Linked DNA regions of Mus musculus: all the other regions are linked to region 6. A link is a contact called in public promoter capture Hi-C data. All regions are on one chromosome and are shown on one strand. The core of a region is the stretch at or near the end of the contact, and the rest is flanking DNA. Distances in the headings are between cores, read along the strand shown. Region 1 holds the start of Tmem95 (transmembrane protein 95). Region 2 holds the start of Slc2a4 (solute carrier family 2 (facilitated glucose transporter), member 4). Region 3 overlaps Cntrob (centrobin, centrosomal BRCA2 interacting protein). Region 4 holds the start of Gps2 (G protein pathway suppressor 2). Region 5 holds the start of Alox8 (arachidonate 8-lipoxygenase). Region 6 holds the start of Efnb3 (ephrin B3). Region 7 holds the start of Tnk1 (tyrosine kinase, non-receptor, 1).

Region 1 (2,700 bases), core at 117-2,616, 320 kb before region 6:
GTAGCTATGAAAGTCAGGGATTCCACCATACCTGGCCAGAGCCTAGAGCTGGGGTTCCCAGATCGAGCTGCCCCCTTCCACCCCACAAGACTCACGAATGGTCCAGAAGGTCTACGCGGGGGCTTATCCTGGGAAAGCATCGTGGATTCTCTAGCCTGTTTTTGCTTGAGGATGGGTCCTCTGTATTCAGAAGTGTGGCAAAGTAAGATAGCACCTCTTTGCCCAGGCTAAACCTAGCAGAGCTCTGGCGGGTTGAGCACTAGGTGGGAGGACTTTGACTTATCAAATGTAACCTGCTCCCTAGACTGTGGTTTCCTTTACTGGAGCTGACATCTTATCCTACAGTAACCATTAAGAGGCCAGGACTCTCTGGGAGGTTTCTTTACTATGTTCCAAGCCACCTATTGTGGGACACTCCATCCTAGGGTGACATAGGGAGCAAGGAGAACCTCCATCAACACGGGGGCTAGAGCTCCCTTCTGGAATTCCAGAGGATCCTGTATGGAAGTGGGGCTGGACCATGGTGTCCAGAGGCCTCTTTCATGTGTGTGCGCCTGCCAGTCAATAGATCTGATGCTGCCTGGCTCCCTGCTGTCTTGGTTCCCATCAGTGTTGCTGACTCCTGTGCTTGTGTATTGGTCCTTCTGTGATCTTGGCCTGTCCAGGCCTGTTTGGGGTTGCTTAGAAACTCTCCAGGCTCAGGTACTTCTGTGGTATGTGTAAAAGCAGATTCAGATTTAGTTTAATCATAGGGTGTGTGTGTATGTGTGTGTGTGTGTGTGTGTGTGTTTGCATGTGTGTTTATGCCTGCGCTGCCACGTAGGCAGGAGGGCCTTGTTTGAGTTTGAGTCACACTAGGCCCTTCCTATGAGAGGTAAAAGCCTCTGGGCTTAGCTGGGCCTCTGAGACCTCTGGGAGCTCTTGGTTGCTGAGACAACCATGAGCCTGTTGCTAGGAAATAGCTGGGTAAGGAAGGCCTAAGGCTGTCCTGGGCAGCCAGGAGCTAGAGTTGGGAGAGTCGGGGAGGGTGTGGGAAGGATAGCATTTCTGGGTTCCTGGGCGGATGGGATACACACATAAACATGGTCATCATTGGGTGGAGTCATTCATCTATCACTGTGACTTACAAGAAGAAAAATAAATTGCTTTCAGAACCATGACGTGTAAAGGCCACTATCCCCTTGCAACAGAAACCCTGATTTATCCGTCCTAGAGATACGTTTTAGCCTCCAGTTCTTGGGGGCCCAGGGGTGGCTCTACCGGAGCCGAGGGGTAAGACAATGGCATTGTTCTGGATCAGTCTAGAACCTCCGACATGAAGGGTCAGAATCTGGATCTCAGAGAATTCTGACTCTTCCCTGGTCTGAGGGGGTCCAACTCCTTCCATACCCCAGCAGGCTTCATGTGGGTGCTGGCTCTGGGTGGGGCTTTCTTGGCCGTGGCCAAGGCTTGTATCTTCTGTCGTCTCCAAGATCATGCCTTGGCAAACCGCCTGGCTCAGCTCAATAACCAGACGAAGCCGAAGTGGAAATGGAAGGAATGGGCTTCCCCAGATTTCTCGGCCTTTGCCTTAGGTAATATCAGATATGCAAGGTTAGCTCAGCAATAGTCACCACTGGATCCTAAGGGGGCTGGCGCCCGAGCTCCTAGCTGTGCATCTCAGCCATTGCTTCAGTCCATAGCCCTTTCTGGACACACTAGCCTCTCTCTCTCTTTGGAAGAACTCTGTGCCCTAGGAAATAGGAAAACAAAAAAACAAAAGACAACACAAAACCCCCCAAAACTCTAGAGCCTACTCTAGCTCCTTCTTGTCCATCTCCACAGATGAGGTCTCAATGAAGCAAGTCACAGAGAAAACTCACCGAGTCCTGAGAGTCATAGGTGAGGTCTGGAGAAAACGGACACTTTGAGACTTAGGAAGACCCAAGACGAGACGGGATATGGGGGGAGGGGAGGTGAAGAGAGGGACCGATCTGGGAGGGGGCCTGGAAGGCAGCTCCGATGAGGTCTAGGGCAATATAGCTGTGCTGTGCCTCTCCAGAGAAAAAAGGATCCACCTCCTTGATTCCATTATACTGGCAATGGCTTCAGAAGACCAGGATCCCCCAGTACACCAGGGAAGGTATTGATGGGGAGGGTACCAAGGAGACGCCTAGGATTTGTAGCCCCGTGGGGCATGACTGAACAAGTCAGCCACTGCTCCTTGCTTTTCATTGCAGCTCTTTGTGCTCCTGTCTGCCGTGAGTAAAAGAAAAGGCCGTGGAGCCCCCTGGGGAGCGAAGAGAGTAGGGCGACGGCCTGAGGAGCTTGGGCGGCTGGGAGGAAGGGGTTGGAGGCGGTGGCTTCGCTTGCCAGCGCTGCTCCTATTGTCTCCTGCAGGGGGCAGCACCATCCTGTACAACTGCTCCACCTGCGAGGGCAAGGAGGAGTCTTGTTGGCCCCAAAAGCACTGCTACCCAGGTTCTTTAATCCTCACCCTCCTAAGGCCCCCTAGGTTCCCTGGTGTGATCCACAGGATCATCCACGGTCTCCTGGGTTCCTTGCAGACAGTCACGATCTGTGGGACGCTAGGATTCTGCTCCTATGTATCTTCGGAATTGTCCTGCTTTCGGGTGTTGTGAGCCTCCAAGTGGAGTGAGTTGTGGGGATCTTCCCAACCCCCTTCCCTGATTCTCTTCAGGCCTCCCATCCTCTGTCTCC
Region 2 (2,700 bases), core at 126-2,625, 390 kb before region 6:
CTGGAACTGAAGTTACAGATGGTTGTAGCTTCCACATGTGTGCTGGGAATCAAACCTGATTCTGGAAGAGCAGTCAATGCTTTTATCTGCTGAGCCATCTTTCTTGCCCCTCCACCCTCCTCTTCAGGGAAGAGGAGAAGCAAGAAAAGCAGTCATGACAGGATAGTCCAGAATAAAGTGGTAGTGGTACGGATGAAGAAAACCAATGTGCAAGAGAAGTCAAAACACCAACATTGAGAAGACACCATGAAAGTGACTGGTTAGCTCCTTGGGAAAAGGAACTTGAAGGAGGTCCATACTTGTACGTGTTCGTCATATAAACGGTACCATTCTGGCGGCAGCTAGACTCAGGTCTGGCGTTCCATAGAGGGCTGGGTTGTAGGTTATTGAGCTCTCAGGGGAAGGGTTAATAGAAGAGAGCCACCCCAGAAGTTAGCTACCCTGGTGCAATCCACTAAGGTTCCTCGCTCTCCCTCTAGGTGGCGCCAGAAGCCTTGCACTTCTCTTGGGCCTTTTTCTGAATTGAGCTCTCTCTCCACATTCTTCGCCAGCTCTCTCCCTGGACGTGCTTAGGTCGTGCCCTCTCAGCTGTAGACCCAAAACAGTAGCTGACTCTGGAAAGCTTGTCGCCCACGCGGCCAGCACATGCCTGGAGGCTCAGGGACTTCAGGGAGGGTGGTGTGACTGGCGTGAGCACCTGTCCCTTGGGTCCCCTCCAAGAACCAGTGTAGAGACTATGTGGAGGGGATGGGCCAGTAGGCAGCGCGCCGCCCAGAGATGCGTGGAAAGAAAGGACGATCAGGCATGGTCTCCAGATACACTAGGAACGGAAGTTATTGGTCCCTTGGATCATCTCCTCGTGGGAAGCGTGTCGCGGACCCTTTAAGGCTCCATCTCCTTTGCCCTCCCCCGCCTGGGACAGGCTGGGACACCCGGGACCTGACATTTGGCGGAGCCTAACGTGGGAACTAAAAATAGCCACTCCGGGTTACTTCGGGGCATACACACATACACACACACACACACACACACACACGCGGGCTCTATGTCATCCTGCTGGAGTTACCCCGTACCCTGGCAAGTACATGTAGCCCATACCCTCCTCTTCGACCTTTCAGGGGGACCAGCTGCACTCAATTCTTTCAGAAATTTCGCAGTCCAAGATTTTGGATGGCGGGAAGAGCCTTTTGTTCCAAGGACCCTACTTTGAAAACTCAGAAGCAGGCGGGAACCTTAGGGGCGTGTCTCCCCAGCCAGCACTAGGGCTAGGGGTGGGGGCGTGGCCTTTTGGGGTGTGCGGGCTCCTGGCCAATGGGTGTTGTGAAGGGCGTGTCCTATGGCGGGGCGGGAGTGGGGAGGTGGCTTCAGCTCTCCGCATCTTTCCCCCTCAAGCGGGTCTCACTAGATCCCGGAGAGCCTTGGTGCTCTCCGGTTCCGTGGGTTGTGGCAGTGAGTCCCACCAGACCCGCCCTTTGCACACGGCTTCCGAACGCCGGGGTCTCGTGCCGGCCAGGCCCGGACCCTATACCCTATTCATTTTTTTCTTATTGCAGCGCCTGAGTCTTTTCTTCTTTTAAAACAAGATGCCGTCGGGTTTCCAGCAGATCGGCTCTGACGTAAGGTTCAGCATACCGGGGCGAATTGGGAAATCTGGTCCAGTTTTTCTTGGGCTGAGTTTGGGGTTGGGGTCAGCTAGGAGGCGGTTCTTGCGCAGGCGCAGGGGTTGGAGATGGGGGGCTGGCTATTTATATTCAGCCTAGACAACCCGTGACTGTCAAATTCCAATCCCGCCAAGAGACAGAGTGGGTCCGAGAGACTCTTTACGCGCCCAGGCTGAGAGACTGGATTCTCGGGAATCCAGAACTTGTCTCCTAGCCTACTGTGCACTGCATGGGGTGACACTCTGCCCACGACTCTATTTGGAATGGTAGATCCAGAGTCTCGCCTTCCCTTCCCGGAGCTGTTCAGATTTACGGTGTTTCTAGGACCCGAGCACTTCGGGGGCCCCACCCCCACTGCTGGCTGTCTTCCAGGAGGCTGAACTTTCTCTCGGCCTTGCGGTGGGTGGAGGGGCAGAGGGGAGTGTCAGCCCCCCCCCCCAGCTCAGGTTTCCTCTTGGAGACAGACTGTGCCGCCAGCAGTAGCCACCACTGCCACCGCCCCTCACACCACTCACTACCATCCCTCCTCTTCCCCTGGGCATGGCTCTCTCTCCCTGCTAAAATCCCCCCTCACATCCCCGAGTACTTGGTCCCAGTTTAGGAGCTGAGGGTTGGCTAGGCCTAGACCTAAAAGGCTACCCCAAAGCAATGACCCAGACGCCCTTTCTGGACTAGCCATTCTTGGGCCTGTTTACGGCCTACTGGAGCAAGCTGAGAGAACTTCCAGAAGGAAGAGACAAGGGCTAGAGGTGATGTTAAAACATTATTTATATTAGTTTATAAAACAGGCACTGTCTGGGATACTGTTATAGTTGATTTTGATTTTTCAAGTGTTTTCACAGACTGACAGGTAGCCGAGGGAGGCAATATCACCTGACAGAAGAGGAAATCCAGGTTCAGTTTAGAGTGGGGAAGTGACTTACCCAAGGTCACACAAGTCTTGAGTCTGTCTCAAGGTCACAGGGGAATTTTGAGGTCCAGATCCTCAAACTTTTGCCTGTGGTGTGGACACAGAGATCGGTTTTTTCCTACATGCCCA
Region 3 (2,700 bases), core at 41-2,540, 260 kb after region 6:
GTGTGTGACTAGATGTCTGAGTGGCCCTAGGCTCAGGGATGCTTGCAGTGGTTAGATGCCCCATAGTAGAATTATGAGTGAATCTTTTCTTTTTGTATAATTTATATTTTGTATATTTTCTGAAATAAGTATGTATTACTTTAGTAATAAAAAAAACTCCCAAACTTTTAATAAAAGAGTAAATTATTGTATAAATGTTTAATGTTTAAGAATGTTTAAGAAAAGCTTCTTATGCTGGGGAAAAGTTTTGTCTTTTAAAACTTTTAGATTATTTTTATGTGATTCCCCCCCCCCCCCTTTTTGAGACCAGGTCCCTCTCTGTGTAGCCCAGGCTACCTCTGTACAGCCCTCCTGCTGTATATGTGTTGGGTTACGAGCTTGTGCCAACATGCCTGGCATTCCTGCTTTCTAAGAGCAGATGACTCTTTTGGGTGGCACTGGGGATTCAGGTTGGCAAGTTCTGTCCAGCCAATAGGTGTAGTTGAGCTATAAACTTTACAGCTTTAAAACATGCAAATAAGACGGGGATGATAGTGCATGTGTTTAGTCCCAGCACGAGGGAAGCAGAGGCAGGTGGATCTCTGAGGAGGCCAGCCTGGTCTACAAAGCAAGTTCCAGGATAGCTGAGACTATACAGTAAAACCCTGTGTTAAAGAAAAAAAAGGAAGGAAGGAAGGAAAGAAGGAAGGAAGAGGAAAGTAACAGCTGTGTCTGAGCCTTTTCTCCCGATGTTCATCAAAATGAACACAGCAGTGTTGTGGGCTGTGAACTGAGAGCTGCTTGAGGTGTCTCGTGCCTGTAATCATAACACTCAGGAGGCTTAGGCAGACGGGTGACGCAAGTTTGAAGTCAACCTGGGCTACCCGCCTGGGCTACAGAACGAGACTCATCTCGAAAACCATCAGGACGAAGCTTCTTAGTTTAGGCCCAGTGTTAAGGAGTCGGAAGCCCAGTCTCACTTAACCTGGGAGGATGGAGAGTTTCAGGCAGCCTGAAGGGAAGGAAGCCTTACACCTGCAGACAGCCTCCTGCGCCAGAGCGGCCCAGACAGGGTGATGGGAAGGAGGGGCAGACAGGGTGCTTGAGCAGGCTTCTGAGGAGATGGATGGAATCCGGTGTAGCTGTGCTTCACACAGCGAACAGCAGCACACGGTGGAAGTTTTCTCTCTGCCACCTGGCCTTCCTCTGGGGACAGGGATGGAAGTAGCTGACAAGCCAGTCCTGTGGTTCTGCCCTTCAGCTCGGCTTAGGACTTTCTGCATTGTGTACAAGAGGAAACAAAAGGCAAGTAGCTACAGAGATGGCAGCAGGCTTCGGGGGAGGGGACTGGGAGGGCGGTGTTGTGAGCCCCACCTTTAGGAATATCTGCATCTTTGTTTCACAAAGTGCCATCAGTGACCAAACTGATCTGTGGCGCACCATCAGTATGGATAAAAGTGAGTTTTACACTTTTAAAAAATATTGGTAAAATGAACATTCAACTCATATCTCAACTCCAGATTCCAGCAGCCACCACCAGCCGACATGCCCTACATTTTTCTTGAGACACAGGCTGAAGTAAGTGTCCCTAAAACAGCTCTCAGTGAGAGAAGGGCCCAGTGCTGCTTAGCCACTTTGGGAGGTCATTCTAGCAGGACAGCTTTGATTTCTAGGTCTACTTAGTCACTGAGGAAACTTAGGAGGGATGCAGAAATCACGGCCATCTCCCACCTGACACCTCTGTGGTTATCTTAGGAAAACTCTGAGAAGGGGAACAGACAAAACCAAAAAAAAAAAAGTGAAGGATTTCAAGAAAGCCTACATTCCCAGCTGCCTGGTGCAGATGGCCTGTTGGTTATAGGGTTTTCATCTCCCAAGGAGGTTCAGGGCTGTGTGTTAGAAGGGCTTAGGGGACTTAGGAGGTGGGGCCTGCTAGGGCGGAAGCTAAACTGCCGTGACAAAGCACAGCCTTCCAGACAGTTGATTTCTTCCGTGATGGTCTAGAACAGTAGGGAGTCTAACGTCACTGCTCACCTGGGGCCTGTTGCGCACCATCACCATCACCATATCACCATATCACCATCACCATATCACCATCACCATATCACCATCACCATATCACCATCACCATCACCATCTCACCATCACCGTATCACCATCACCATATCACCATCACCATCGTGCTGCTCGTCCTGAGCTGTAACTCACACAGGTGAGGTGAGATCATTATGACCCCCAGCTGGAACGTGAGGAAAGACTTTAGGGGTCCAGCGTCTTACTCCACATAGCTGAAAATATGATGCACCCACTTTGCTATTATACCATTGGCAAGGTGGTCAGCATTTGGCTCTCAGAAATGTGCCCTAACTGGGCTGCCAGATATGCAGCTGGTACCGTGTGTGACAATATGGGAAGGGTAAAGCAGGTCTGGACGGACAGCTTAGCCGTCTGCCCTGTGGAAGACTAGGCCCTCTCTTAAAGACGTTGAAAACTAACCATTGTGGCAGTGCACGCCTTTACTCCCTGCACTGGGGAGAAAGGGGAAGGCAGATCTCTTAAGAGTTCGAGGCCAGCCTGGTCTACAGAGTGAGTTCCACGACAGGCAGGGCTACATGGTGAGACCCTGTCTCCAAAAAAATAAAATAAAATAAATAAAAAAAATTAAAGGATGTTGAAACTATTCGTTGGGAAGGTGACCCATGCCCATAATTAGTGGTGAGC
Region 4 (2,700 bases), core at 41-2,540, 350 kb before region 6:
CCCTAGAAAGGGGGAGAGGTTTCACGATGCTAAAATAGGCAGCGACCTCCTGGAGAACTCCCCTGTTAGGCGGTTTCCTCAGTCCTCTCACCCTGCATGCTGAGGAGGTGGGTTCCTGTATGAACCGTCAGGCTCTGCTGGTATGCAGCTGATGTCAGAGTGGTTAAGTCACTGGAGTGGAAGGAAGACAGGTCAGTTAGCCTCTTGCTATTAGATTGTCACCTGTGCCACTGCACAATTTTACTTTTAGCCATCTCATCACACCTCTGTTCCTTTCGCCTCCGTTTTTCTTCCTCATGCAAAACTTTCTTGAGCTGCAAGAAAAGCTGGTGCTTCTCCTCCTGTAGAGCAGAAAGCTTCTCCTGCAGCTTCAGGATCTGGAAGAGGGACGAGCAGCTAAAGCAGGGAAAAGAAGGCATCGAGAAACAAGTGTGGAGAGGCTACTTACCTGTTCCTTGGTCTCCTCTAGTGACATTCTCTCTTCCATTTCCTTTTTCTTTCTTCTCTCCTGCTCTTCTTTCATCTTCTGTTCCATCATCTTGTCCACCTCTTCCTCCTCTGAAGAATCAGAACGGGGAAGTGGCAAGGCGGTGTGAATAAGCTGAGCGTTAGACTGAAGACCAGCAAAAACCAGTTACTCCATCACAGCCACAGGGAGAACTTGGCTTCATTAGGTGCTCTCCAAGGTCCTTCCCAGCCCAGGGTTCTGGTCTGGAACTTAGACTGGGCCTCTTCACTCACACCCCGAAGGCGCCGCTGCCTCCCTCTTAGCCTCGCCAGCAGGCGCACAGCTGGGCCCGTGGATGGGGGCAAGTTCGTGGGTAGCAGGGCCACCCTGAGCCGAGTGTCTGTCCTCCCGCTCTGGCCCAGGCTCACCCTGCCGTTTGCGCTCCCGCTCCATCATGATGTGCCGGTGCAGAGCCCTGGCCATAGCGTTGGAAAGCTTGGGGCGCTCCAGGAGTGCGGGCATGATGCTGTTGGTGACGCTTGGGCAGTGGGCACCCGACTCTCACTGACTGCCAGACCTCAGGCGGGGCCTGCAGGGAAGTGGGAGCTTAGAGAGACTGCGACGCGCCGAAGCGGAAGCCCGTCCGCCGCCCGCTCGCCACTTCGATCACGTGTCCCGGGCACCAGCGTCCCTCCGGGGTCTCTGCCTCAGCGCCGGGGCGCGTGCGAGGGTCTTAGGCTCCGCGCCCCCGCCCCTCCCTCGTAGCCCTGGCGCCAACCCCCGCAACCCGCCTTGTCGGCGCTTTCTCCGAGGCCTTCGGCGCGCCTTGGCCTCTACGTCATATCCGGCGGCCAGGATAAATCCTTCCGGAGTCACGACGGCAAACGGCACAGCCGATTGGAGGAAAGGGAAGGCGGAAGCGCTTAGAGACGGGTGCCGGGATGTCCAAACTCCATGTGGATTTACAGAGCGGCCTGGGATGATAAAGCCCCTAGAACTCTTCACTCGCGAGGCCGCGGGAGACAGAGGCGGAGGCAGATGCTCTGAAGACAGTATTTATTGGCTCCTTAGAAATCAGAGTCAGTAACAACTGTACAGAGGCCCACAGCGTCCTCGGGCAGCCCTTCCTTTTACCCACTCCCTCCCCATGGCGCCCAGTGGCCACGGAAAAAGCAGCTTCATGTGGGCACAGAGAGACTCCTTTGGGATTCACAGTAACCAGAAACAAAAACGGAAATAAATTAAGTGATATGGGGGAGGGTAATAATAGGGAGTCATGTTCCCCAAGTCAGTGCATGAAGGGGGGACCCCGAGACGAGCTGGGCTCCCTCTCAGCAGAGGGAGTGTGCTGGGCCCTGAATGTAGAGATGTGCTTCACACCTGCTCTAAATCAAAGCCTGCCTACGTGCTCCTCCTTGCCAGGACAGCACTGGACATGCTCTCAGTCACGGGAATGAGGTGGAGGCAGTCGTCATTCAAGAGTCCTGGGCTTGAGGCCCGGCTGTGCTTGGAGTAGTGGTATGTCACCCCTTATTCCACTCGTACCAGCAGGGCATAGAGGAGTGTGGCTCCCTTCTCCTTAGTGACCCACTCAAGTTCCGATGGGCTGAAGTGCTGGTCAGGAAGTTCTCTGAGGGCCGCAGAGGGAGGGCCAGGAGTATAGGAGCCAGGGCGCACACACACCTGAAAGGCCACCTGAGCCTGGTGTGTCCGCTGGGATTTTGGGTCCCGGAATCTGTTAGCCAAGCAGAAACGAGAGAAGAGTAAGGCTCCCAAGGTCCATGACTGCTAATTCTGCCCCCTCCACCCAGGCCTTGCTGTTTTCTGGGAAATACTGTTCACCGTGACTGGCTTAGCACCAACTATTGTGTATGTAGTACTCTCCTCCCCTGGCCTGCTCAGCTAACTCCTCCCCAGCACTCTTCATGTGTTTATTTACCCTGGCACTCTAGTTCACGTCTTCCAAACACTCCAAGTGCACTTCTCATCTACTTCACCCACTTTTGGGAGACAGTATAGGGTCTCTACCAGGCTGGAGTCAACCTCCCTATAAAGGAAGGACAACCTTAAACTTCCGACCCACTGACCCTGCCACTTAGTGTTAGGACTCCAGGAATTTGTTACAATGCGCAAGCACAGTTTAGGTAGTACAAGGGGTCAAACCCATTGCCTGGTGCAGGATATTTTGAAAGACTTGGTATCCATACACATTCAGAAAAACAGGCCTACAGATGCACTCATCTAATCCACAC
Region 5 (2,700 bases), core at 128-2,627, 360 kb after region 6:
GGAGGGGAGGGGGAGGGGGAATGTGGTGGTAGGGGGTGGGGAGAACTGTGTCATTGCTACTTTGTCTATAACCAGGTCAGCCTAGCATATATTCACCATAACTCTTCTCTGGGTCATCCCACATCAGTCCCCAGGGAGTAGGACATCAAACCTAGGAGCCAACACGAAGGTTTCACCCTTTGATAGTAACAAGAAAGCTGATGTAACACACATACTGAATAATCTTGGTTGCTTCTACCTCTTTGCAAAACTTTCAAATTTTTTAGCAACTTGGAGCCTGAATCCACTGCCCTTTTCCAGCGATCTTCTCTTAGCCTAGGGCTCACACACATCCCTGTGCCATGACTTCCAGGTAGGCACCCATAGGGACCACTATACTTGGATGTCTAATGGGCACAGCAAAGAGGATTTCCCAAATCTGTTGTTTCCCTCAAGGGCAAACTCTGTCACTGTCTTCCTTCTGACATCCCTCTCACTCACTCCAGCTCTGCCTTCCCTTCTCCAGTGATCTCAGGGCCTTTGCACAGACAATTCCCCAACAGTAAAACAGCTTACCTAGACATACCACTTGAAAACATATATTTAGTATTATTCTTGATATCTTATTTGAAATTTCACATATGCACACAATGTACTTGACTATATCTACCCCATCCCCCCTACAGCTCTCCCCGACCTTCCCTCAGGTCCCTCCCAACTTCAGATCCTCCTCCTTTTAATAACACACTGAGTCCAATAATTGGTGCCCATAAACACATACCCTGGGCTCACCTCTCACCACCTCTGGGTCTCTGAGGGCCTTTCTCTCGAGCCAAACTTCTCAGGCTCTCACATCAGCAGTGACTGACATCTTCCCCAGCATTGATTATCCTCTAAACTCTAATACATGCTTAGAGCATTTGAATGTCTTTTCCCCCTTGCACTTGACCTTAGTAAACAGTCAGGCAAAGCTAGAGTATTGCCTGGACCCGCACTGGCAGCATCTAATAGTCCTGGCCAGTGATGGCTCTCAAAATCAGTTATTAAAGAAGTGAAAGCAGCCTTGTGGCGTGGGAAGAGTTAAAGGAATGGGGAAGTGGACCCTCACTCACATTTAAAGCTAAGACAGCATGTAAATAAATTTTACACTTGTACCCCACATTCCAGTTGGGTCTGGAACTCACCCTGTGGACTTCAGTCCACTTCCTGTCTCAGCGCCACCCATTGTGACTCCAGGTTTCAGTGTGTCAACCCACCTACTACTTGTCCTAAATTCTAAGGCTCTTCCTGATGGCAAGGAAGCTGAAGGGGAATTCAGTGGGTAGCGAACACATTTCCCCTTAACCTGGTCTGATGGGCGGGGCATCGCTGAGGTTAAATCACCCTGCCAGGTAGTCCAGCTTGCAGTAGAGAGCTAAACTGGTCAGGAGGATGGCGAAATGCAGGGTGAGAGTATCCACGGGGGAAGCCTGTGGGGCTGGCACATGGGACAAAGTGTCTGTCAGCATCGTGGGAACCCACGGAGAGAGCCCCTTAGTACCTCTGGACCATCTGGGCAAGGAGTTCAGCGCCGGTGCTGTGAGTTTTTGGGGAGCAGGCAATGGCGACTGTGGAGGAAGGCAGCCCAGGGGGACCATCCTCAGCATACTAAACAACCCCTCCTAGGAAGAAGACTTCGAGGTGACGCTTCCCCAGGACGTAGGCACTGTGCTGATGCTGCGAGTCCACAAAGCACCCCCGGAAGTGTCCCTCCCGCTTATGTCTTTCCGTTCTGATGCCTGGTTCTGCCGCTGGTTCGAGCTGGAGTGGCTACCTGGGGCTGCACTCCACTTCCCCTGTTATCAGTGGCTGGAAGGGGCGGGGGAGCTGGTGCTGAGAGAGGGAGCAGGTGAGGGGACTGGGGCTGCGGGAGGCACGCAGCAGTGTGTCGCAGGCTAAGCTTGGGGAGTGGAAACCAGGAAAGGGCAGAGGAGGAAGGAGGGGACTGGCAGAAGCAGGAGGTGGTGGCAATCAGCTTGCAGTGGAAGAAGTGTACCCGGGGTGAGGGGACTGGTGGGTTGACAGCAGTAGGAGGGAGAAAGTCTGAAGCCAGAGATCAAGAGAGGATCCTTTCCATCCACGCCCTCACCCGCAGCAAAGGTGTCCTGGCAAGACCATCACCCTACACTGCAGGATCAGCGCCAGAAGGAGCTTGAGTCCAGGCAGAAGATGTACAGGTGAGGAGGGAGATAGTGACCCCTGCAGGAGGACTCACTTATGGGATGGGAAGGAGCCAAATCAAGGACTAATCCCAGACACAGTAGTGTTGGCATTACTGGGCAACTGAGAGAAAAGCAGATTCGCAGGAGCTCTGACTCTGAATGTGATTGAGCAGAGAGACTGGCTTCTTTCCAAGCCTTTCTGGTGACGCTGGCACCCACTGAAGGTTGAAACCCACTGCTCTAACAACCCTGTCCTGTGGCTTATGCCTTCTCCATCTCTCTCTGTGGTTGTTATTGCTTCCGTTTCTCTTTTCTCTCACTGGTGGGGTTGTTGCTTTCTCCCGTAAATACAGGCAGAACTCCCAGCAATTAAGGGTGACCTTCAAAGCCATTCCTAGACAGTACAGAAACTCTCAGACAGGGATGCTTTCCATCTTATCAGCTCAACATAAAGAGTTAGAGCAGAGAGCTACCTACATACTGAAATTACAGTAGGTGGGAATTTCAAGGGGGTAAAGTC
Region 6 (2,700 bases), core at 121-2,620:
AGTCAAGCAGGTGGGGGTGGGGTCTCATGCCATTGACTGTGTGGTTGCTAGGCAACTTGGTAAACTGAGGAGCAAACCTGTTTAAAATCTCACTCCTGAGGTGGCTGCATCAGGGGTCAGAGTGAGCTGGCCTGAGCAGGGGTGGCAGACGATTGAGTGTGACTGTGAGACTAAGCAGACAGTGACAGACAGACAAGTCAGTGCTGATGGCTGCACACCGCCCTGTTTACTATCATGCAGCTGCAGAAGAGAAGGGTGCAAGACACGGTGTCCCACTGCACCCCAGTAGGCAAAGGAAGGACACACAGGAAGGAGCAAACAGAAAAACAGCTGCTTCTTATTGGACTCCCTCTAGACTGCGGCGCACGCTCGGGCAAGGGGCTTGCTCGGTAGTTCTTCGTGCTTCTCCATCTGTCCACTCTCCCTCCTCCCCACACACCTTGTCAAATACCCAGAATGAGAGTCTTTGAAGAGATGCTGTCAACGGGGCCATGGTGGGGACCACAGTCAAAGGGAAAGGAGCAGCCTGTGGAGGATTGGGCTGGAAGGAGAGGAATGTCGCCCCTGCCGGGAGGTGCTGAAAGCCTTGCTTCTTACACCCAAGAAGGCAGCTCCTCCCTTCCCCCAGGATAATTGGAAACAGCCTTTCCTGTGGATTGCTGCTTTGGGGTTATAGGTACCCCCTTTCCTCTCCCAGTCATACTTTTCTCCGTGATCACCCAAGAAGGGCCAAAATTTACTACTCCCTGGTCTCTTCGTCTAATCCACAGAAAACAGTAAAGGGTCCAAGAAACCGTGACAAAATGAACCCCAGGAAAGGGGGAGTTCAGCAGCCTAGATTGTGTCTTCGGGGTTTTCCTAAACTCCCCGTGTGACCTTGGGCAAGTCACGGGGTCCCCTCTCAACCTGGATAGCTCTACCCCCTCCCACTTCACACAGGTAGCCCATCAACTTAGCGTTACTTTGTGAAGTGCCTAGCCTTCAAGGTTATCATTATCCTCTCCAGACCGCCTGGAAAGCCGCGGTGTTGTTTTGGAATGGGAGAGGAGTAGGCTGCGGGGAGCAAAGGGGGAAGGTTTTTTCGGGGTGGAGAGGGCAAGAGCCTTTCTGGATGCTAGCGAGGAAGATTCCAAACGCTCGGGCAATCGGAGGGCAGGAAGGAAAGCAAGTAGAAACTCAGCCAGAGACGGACACTGCCAGAGACAAAGGGGGCGTGAGAGACCGCGCCGGGCAGCGAGGCGGGGTGGCGGACGGGAGGTGTGCGAGGTGAGGGAGGTGTGGGGGGCGTGGGCCGCGGGATGCGACGCCCGCTCCGACTGTGCTCCAGCTCCGGTTTTTCCCTCCACCATGCTCTCCCCCTCCCCGCCTCTCCTTTAACTCCCCCCTCCTGGGCTCGGGACTGGTTTCCTCCCTTAGCCCGCTGCCCTCAATCCCGGCGAGGCTGGGGCTCCAGCTCGGTGTCTCCTTCTTCGCTCCCTTGCCCGGCGCCTCATGTTGCCCCCGCCCGGCCCTCGGCTCCCCATGTCCCCCACGTAGCGGGGCGCACAAATCCCGAGGTGCGGCGCGTGGGCCGGGGGCGCGTAAGGCGCCTGCAGACGGCCCCTGCAAGGGTTCTTGTGGGGCTGAGCGCTCTGGAGCCGGGGAGCAAGCATCGCAGAAAAGAGGGTCCTTGTGGGAGCTGGGGGTGACTAGCCACCCACCAGGGTGACTGGGGTTCCACAGCGTGGTAGCCACCCCTGGGGGTGAGAGACTTTGGGGGAGTTGGTGCCCCGCCCCCAGGCCTTGGTAGGGTCATGGGGGCCCCCCATTTTGGGCCAGGGGGTGTGCAAGTCGGGGCCCTGCTGCTGTTAGGTTTTGCGGGGCTGGTATCTGGACTCAGCCTGGAGCCTGTCTACTGGAACTCGGCGAATAAGAGGTGAGTGGTTGGGACTGAGGAGATTCCAGTCCCATGGATAAGGGATATGGAAGCTTTGAGACTAACCGGGCTAGGATTCTGAGCTGAGAGGGGGCTGGCAGAAGGGTGCTTGCTGTAGCGCTGAGGTGAGGTGACAGGTTACAAGACAGAGCAATGATCTTGAGAGCCAGACTCCTAGTCTCACAGAGCTGGTTGTGGGTGGTGATACCATGTGTCAGGAGTTGGGAGATCTTAAAGGGGCAAAGATAAAGTTCACGGGCAGGGGGAGGGCAATGGAGTGGCTATTTGGCTCTGGAGGAGACCTGTGTCATCTGCGTTGAAGGGAGCCTGGTTAATGTCAGCTCTCGGGAGAGAGGTGCTGAATGGGTGCTGCTGAGGCACTGAGGAGAAGGGCAGGGACACCTAGCTCCCAGGAGGCACTCGGTGTTGCAGATGAGGGGGAAGGGGGTTCAGTTTGGGGCTATAGAACAACCCACCCAAGGTTCCTTGACTCTCAGTCTGTGTTCCCAACTGGTGTTCACAGCCAGAGGACTAGTTGACCCTTTGGTTGAACAGTTTGGCAACTAGAACATGGTCCTGTCTTCCTGGTTTGGTGGACTCTTTCTGGAGGCCCCTCAAAGCCCCCTCCTTCTCTCCTGCCACTGGGAGTCCTGAGGGTGCCACTGGCCTCTCCAGTCATCTTGACCGACCGCAAACTCTCCCATCGGGGACTCCGGTCCCTGACATGCTAGCTTTGCTTGGAAAGAGGCCAAGGGTCAGTCAGTCACACAGGGCAGACAGAACCT
Region 7 (2,700 bases), core at 110-2,609, 300 kb before region 6:
TCTACTTGGTGGATCAGAGAAGGGGTAGGAAATCATATGTGTAGAATTGCAGTGTGATTTACCCAGGAATGCTGGAACATCCACATGTTGCTCGATAAACAGAGGTGAAGGAATGGCGGCTGCCGTGTTCATGCATGCATTCTTCCTTGGACCGAAGCCTTGAAGCTTCCTCTCTGGGACCTCAGAATAAAAGGGAGAAAGAATGACTCTCCTTGAAGCACTCTCCAGGATCCCAGAGATCCACTTTTCTTTTTTTCCAATATTTATTTATTCATTTTATGTATATGAGTACACTGTAGCTGTACAGATGGTTGTGAGCCACCATGTGGTGGCTGGAATTTGAACTCAGGACCTTTGGAGTGCTCTTAACCGCTGAGCCTTCTCACCAGCCCCCAAAATTCATCAAGCATTTTTTCACACTATTTATTTATTTACTTATTTATTTATTTATTTATTTATGAGTGCACACCAGAAGAGGGCATCAGATCTCATTACAGATGGTTGTGAGCCACCATGTGGTTGCTGAAAATTGAACTCTGGACCTCTGGAAGAGTGCTCTTAACCAACTCTCCAACAGGGCTTACAACTTTCAACCCAGTACTAGGGAGGCAAAAACAGGCAGATATCTGCAAGTACAAGCATGGGCTGCAAAATCTCAAAGAAGTGGGTTTGGGACTGGAGAGATGGCTCAGCACTTAGGGATACTTGCTGCTCTTCAGAGAGTACTCAGTTCCCAGCACCTACTCTGGTGGCTCACACCCACTTTTAACTCCAGTTTCAGGGGATCCAGCACTCTCTCCTGGCCTCTGTCCATGCAGGCACACAGACATAGGCTCGGGTTGGGGTTGGGGGGCTGAGTTATAGAAGTGCCTCACTTCTTGACTGTCTAGGACCAAAACTGATGTCGGTAACAGCGCCTGGCTCCATCCTAAAGCATCCTGTGCCTTTTCGATTCCCTTCCAGGGACACAAAATGCCTGTTAGAGCCTTTCTCCTAAAGGCAGTGACTATTTCCTGATTAACCTACAGTTCCATACCTGGGCAGAGAACTACAAGATGCTACTGTTTCGGTGAAGGATTTGGGGAAGAACAGCATATGGGACAGGGCCGGGAGGAAGAGATCTAGGGAGAGTGAGGAAGACTGCCAAGACTGTGAAGAAAGGCAAGGCAAGCGGAAGGAAGGTTAACCACGGCCTAGAGGCTCACCTGTCCTACAAGTGGGAGGAGCTCCGCCACAAAGTGTCACCAGGGAATTAATTGGTCCTCGATTGTTCAGGGCCAGCTTCCAGGATCCGCCCTCCACAGCCTGGGGTCCCGCCCTTTTTAGGATTTAATGCCCGCCACTTGGGCGGCCCCCGTAGCTGCCTCTTCCGCCTTCGCCAGGTGAGAGTCCACACCTAGCAGGGGCGCCCGGGCCTGGGACCAGCGGGCTCCCTTTGGGGTGCGTCGCTGGATCCCTTTTCCCGGATCCTTCCCTTCCCTCTCAGGATTTCTTCTTGGCTGCTTTCTCCCCGCTCCTCCCTTCCTATCTGTGGTGCAACACAGGGCCTTTTTGGATTTGAACTTTCTTCTGCTCTCAGTTCTCAGGCCGCCTGGGGTGACCAACTCCCCACGCTCCCCACCTCCACCTCCCACCTCAGACCTCCGATCTAGGACTTCCTCGTGGTATAACTACAGAGAGACAGGTGTGTAAAAGAGAGTCTTTGGGCAGGCAGCCCGGACCCAGAGGCCTAGAGCCTTATTTAATAATGGCTGGTGGGACTGTTTGGTAGCTGACTTAGGCTGAATGACGCAGGAGAACACCTGGGCACTGTACCTGGAACTGAGCTCAAGTGGGTGTGGAAGGACCACACACCTAGCAGTCTAGGCGGCTTTGCGAACAGTATCTTAAGTTTGGCTCTCGGCTTAGCCTTCGATTAACAGCCCAGCCCTGATATCTGTTTAATTTTCAGTGTTGCTGCCTCGGGTGTTTAAGAAGCCATGACCATGGGCATTACTGGGGTGACGTGGTAGTGTGTCCTCATTATGTGTGTTTGTTTATGTGATCCTTGGAGTTTCAGATGGGTGGTGATATATCTAGGTATCTTTGACTTGTGGAGGCAGAGAAGCGTTGTGTCTCAAGTACACCTGTGTGAGGGCGTGTTGCAGTATGCCTGCTTTTTGTGGCAGAGTATGGGAATATCTTGGACTTGAGGCGACATGTTCTGATTGTCTTAGGCATGTTTTGTAGTATATCTGTAGGTCTCAGTGTGTGTGTGTGTGTGTGTGTGAGAGAGAGAGAGAGAGAGAGGTGGTAGTGGGTGGGAGGCACTGCACCTAGTATACCTATGTTCCTGAGGTATGGTGTGTTAGCATAACAGGGCATCTCTAGTTTGTATATGGTAGGCAAAATGTCTCATATATGAAGAGGGGATATGTTTCAGTTGTATACGAGTCAATGTGTGCTGGGAACTAAATGGGCACAGTATTTGAGGGTCTGGAGTTCAAGGGCAGTAAGCCATAGGGTCAAAGCAATGGTTTTCAACCTTTGGGTCACAACTCTCCTGACAAATCCCTGTCTCCAAAAATATTTTCATTATGATTTTTAAAACTTTTTTGGTTTTTTTGTTTGTTTGTTTGTTTGTTTGTTTGTTTTCGAGACAGAGTTTCTCTGGATAGCCCTGGCTGTCCTGGAACTCACTTTGTAGACCAGGCTGGCCTC

Evidence for each region. Promoter capture Hi-C pulls out the DNA fragments that hold promoters and counts their contacts.
Region 1: a contact with region 6 is called in a promoter capture Hi-C map of embryonic stem cells, with 2.5 times the contacts expected there. The contact joins the promoter of Tmem95 here to the promoter of Efnb3 in region 6. A contact is called at or near these places in 12 of 39 promoter capture datasets (the 3T3-L1 cell line, cranial neural crest, embryonic stem cells and 6 more), 1 of 15 datasets of contacts at CTCF or cohesin (embryonic stem cells), 1 of 484 Hi-C or Micro-C datasets (embryonic stem cells) and 1 of 115 datasets of contacts at active chromatin or transcription factors (large pre-B cells).
Region 2: a promoter capture Hi-C map of liver shows a contact between it and region 6, with 2.2 times the contacts expected there. The contact joins the promoter of Slc2a4 here to the promoter of Efnb3 in region 6. A contact is called at or near these places in 5 of 39 promoter capture datasets (cranial neural crest, frontonasal cranial neural crest, liver and 1 more), 1 of 484 Hi-C or Micro-C datasets (muscle stem cells) and 1 of 115 datasets of contacts at active chromatin or transcription factors (pancreatic cancer cells).
Region 3: a promoter capture Hi-C map of embryonic stem cells shows a contact between it and region 6, with 2.2 times the contacts expected there. The contact joins the enhancer-like site here to the promoter of Efnb3 in region 6. A contact is called at or near these places in 24 of 39 promoter capture datasets (the 3T3-L1 cell line, 3T3-L1-derived adipocytes, the C10 cell line and 14 more), 5 of 115 datasets of contacts at active chromatin or transcription factors (acute myeloid leukemia, craniofacial prominence, embryonic limb bud and 2 more) and 4 of 9 other capture datasets (adipose tissue, embryonic stem cells, liver and 1 more).
Region 4: a contact with region 6 is called in a promoter capture Hi-C map of embryonic stem cells. The contact joins the promoter of Gps2 here to the promoter of Efnb3 in region 6. A contact is called at or near these places in 11 of 39 promoter capture datasets (cranial neural crest, embryonic stem cells, erythroid cells and 6 more), 1 of 484 Hi-C or Micro-C datasets (muscle stem cells) and 3 of 115 datasets of contacts at active chromatin or transcription factors (large pre-B cells, pancreatic cancer cells and stem cell-derived neural progenitor cells).
Region 5: a contact with region 6 is called in a promoter capture Hi-C map of the HPC-7 cell line. The contact joins the promoter of Alox8 here to the promoter of Efnb3 in region 6. A contact is called at or near these places in 21 of 39 promoter capture datasets (the 3T3-L1 cell line, 3T3-L1-derived adipocytes, the C10 cell line and 15 more), 2 of 115 datasets of contacts at active chromatin or transcription factors (embryonic forebrain and trophoblast stem cells) and 4 of 9 other capture datasets (adipose tissue, liver, macrophages and 1 more).
Region 7: a promoter capture Hi-C map of embryonic stem cells shows a contact between it and region 6. The contact joins the promoter of Tnk1 here to the promoter of Efnb3 in region 6. A contact is called at or near these places in 9 of 39 promoter capture datasets (cranial neural crest, embryonic stem cells, frontonasal cranial neural crest and 5 more) and 1 of 9 other capture datasets (adipose tissue).

The regions. Positions count from the first base shown.
Region 1 is chr11:69,876,721-69,879,420 of GRCm38.p6, reverse strand. Tmem95 (transmembrane protein 95) reads left to right here and starts at 1,366. Exons shown (of 7, transcript NM_001195710.2): 1 at 1,366-1,574; 2 at 1,825-1,881; 3 at 2,042-2,122; 4 at 2,220-2,240; 5 at 2,380-2,460; 6 at 2,547-2,634. The coding sequence starts at 1,403. It overlaps Kctd11 (potassium channel tetramerisation domain containing 11), which reads left to right. Exons shown (of 1, transcript NM_153143.4): 1 at 1-1,157.
Region 2 is chr11:69,946,865-69,949,564 of GRCm38.p6, reverse strand. It overlaps Slc2a4 (solute carrier family 2 (facilitated glucose transporter), member 4), which reads left to right and starts at 1,375. Exons shown (of 11, transcript NM_009204.2): 1 at 1,375-1,616. The coding sequence starts at 1,584.
Region 3 is chr11:69,296,986-69,299,685 of GRCm38.p6, reverse strand. It overlaps Cntrob (centrobin, centrosomal BRCA2 interacting protein), which reads left to right. Exons shown (of 19, transcript NM_172560.3): 19 at 1-190. Among named protein-coding and RNA genes, the nearest start is that of Cntrob, 26 kb to the left of the region's middle. Within about 2 kb of position 1,290, at least 6 of the 459 cell types and tissues checked have an H3K27ac peak or open chromatin away from gene starts, as enhancers often do. A contact at or near this core is called in embryonic stem cells, where this site is marked.
Region 4 is chr11:69,912,610-69,915,309 of GRCm38.p6, reverse strand. It overlaps Gps2 (G protein pathway suppressor 2), which reads right to left and starts at 1,290. Exons shown (of 10, transcript NM_019726.5): 1 at 877-1,290; 2 at 449-558; 3 at 265-377; 4 at 92-171; 5 at 1-2. The coding sequence starts at 970. Neurl4 (neuralized E3 ubiquitin protein ligase 4) reads right to left here. Exons shown (of 29, transcript NM_001013414.3): 29 at 1,486-2,183. The coding sequence ends at 1,979.
Region 5 is chr11:69,196,520-69,199,219 of GRCm38.p6, reverse strand. Alox8 (arachidonate 8-lipoxygenase) reads left to right here and starts at 1,377. Exons shown (of 14, transcript NM_009661.4): 1 at 1,377-1,557; 2 at 1,645-1,867; 3 at 2,114-2,195. The coding sequence starts at 1,411.
Region 6 is chr11:69,558,907-69,561,606 of GRCm38.p6, reverse strand. Efnb3 (ephrin B3) reads left to right here and starts at 1,370. Exons shown (of 5, transcript NM_007911.5): 1 at 1,370-1,915. The coding sequence starts at 1,794.
Region 7 is chr11:69,857,389-69,860,088 of GRCm38.p6, reverse strand. It overlaps Tnk1 (tyrosine kinase, non-receptor, 1), which reads left to right and starts at 1,359. Exons shown (of 14, transcript NM_031880.3): 1 at 1,359-1,382; 2 at 1,580-1,684. Gm32708 (a long non-coding RNA gene) reads right to left here and starts at 1,473. Exons shown (of 5, transcript XR_879975.3): 1 at 1,206-1,473; 2 at 63-173.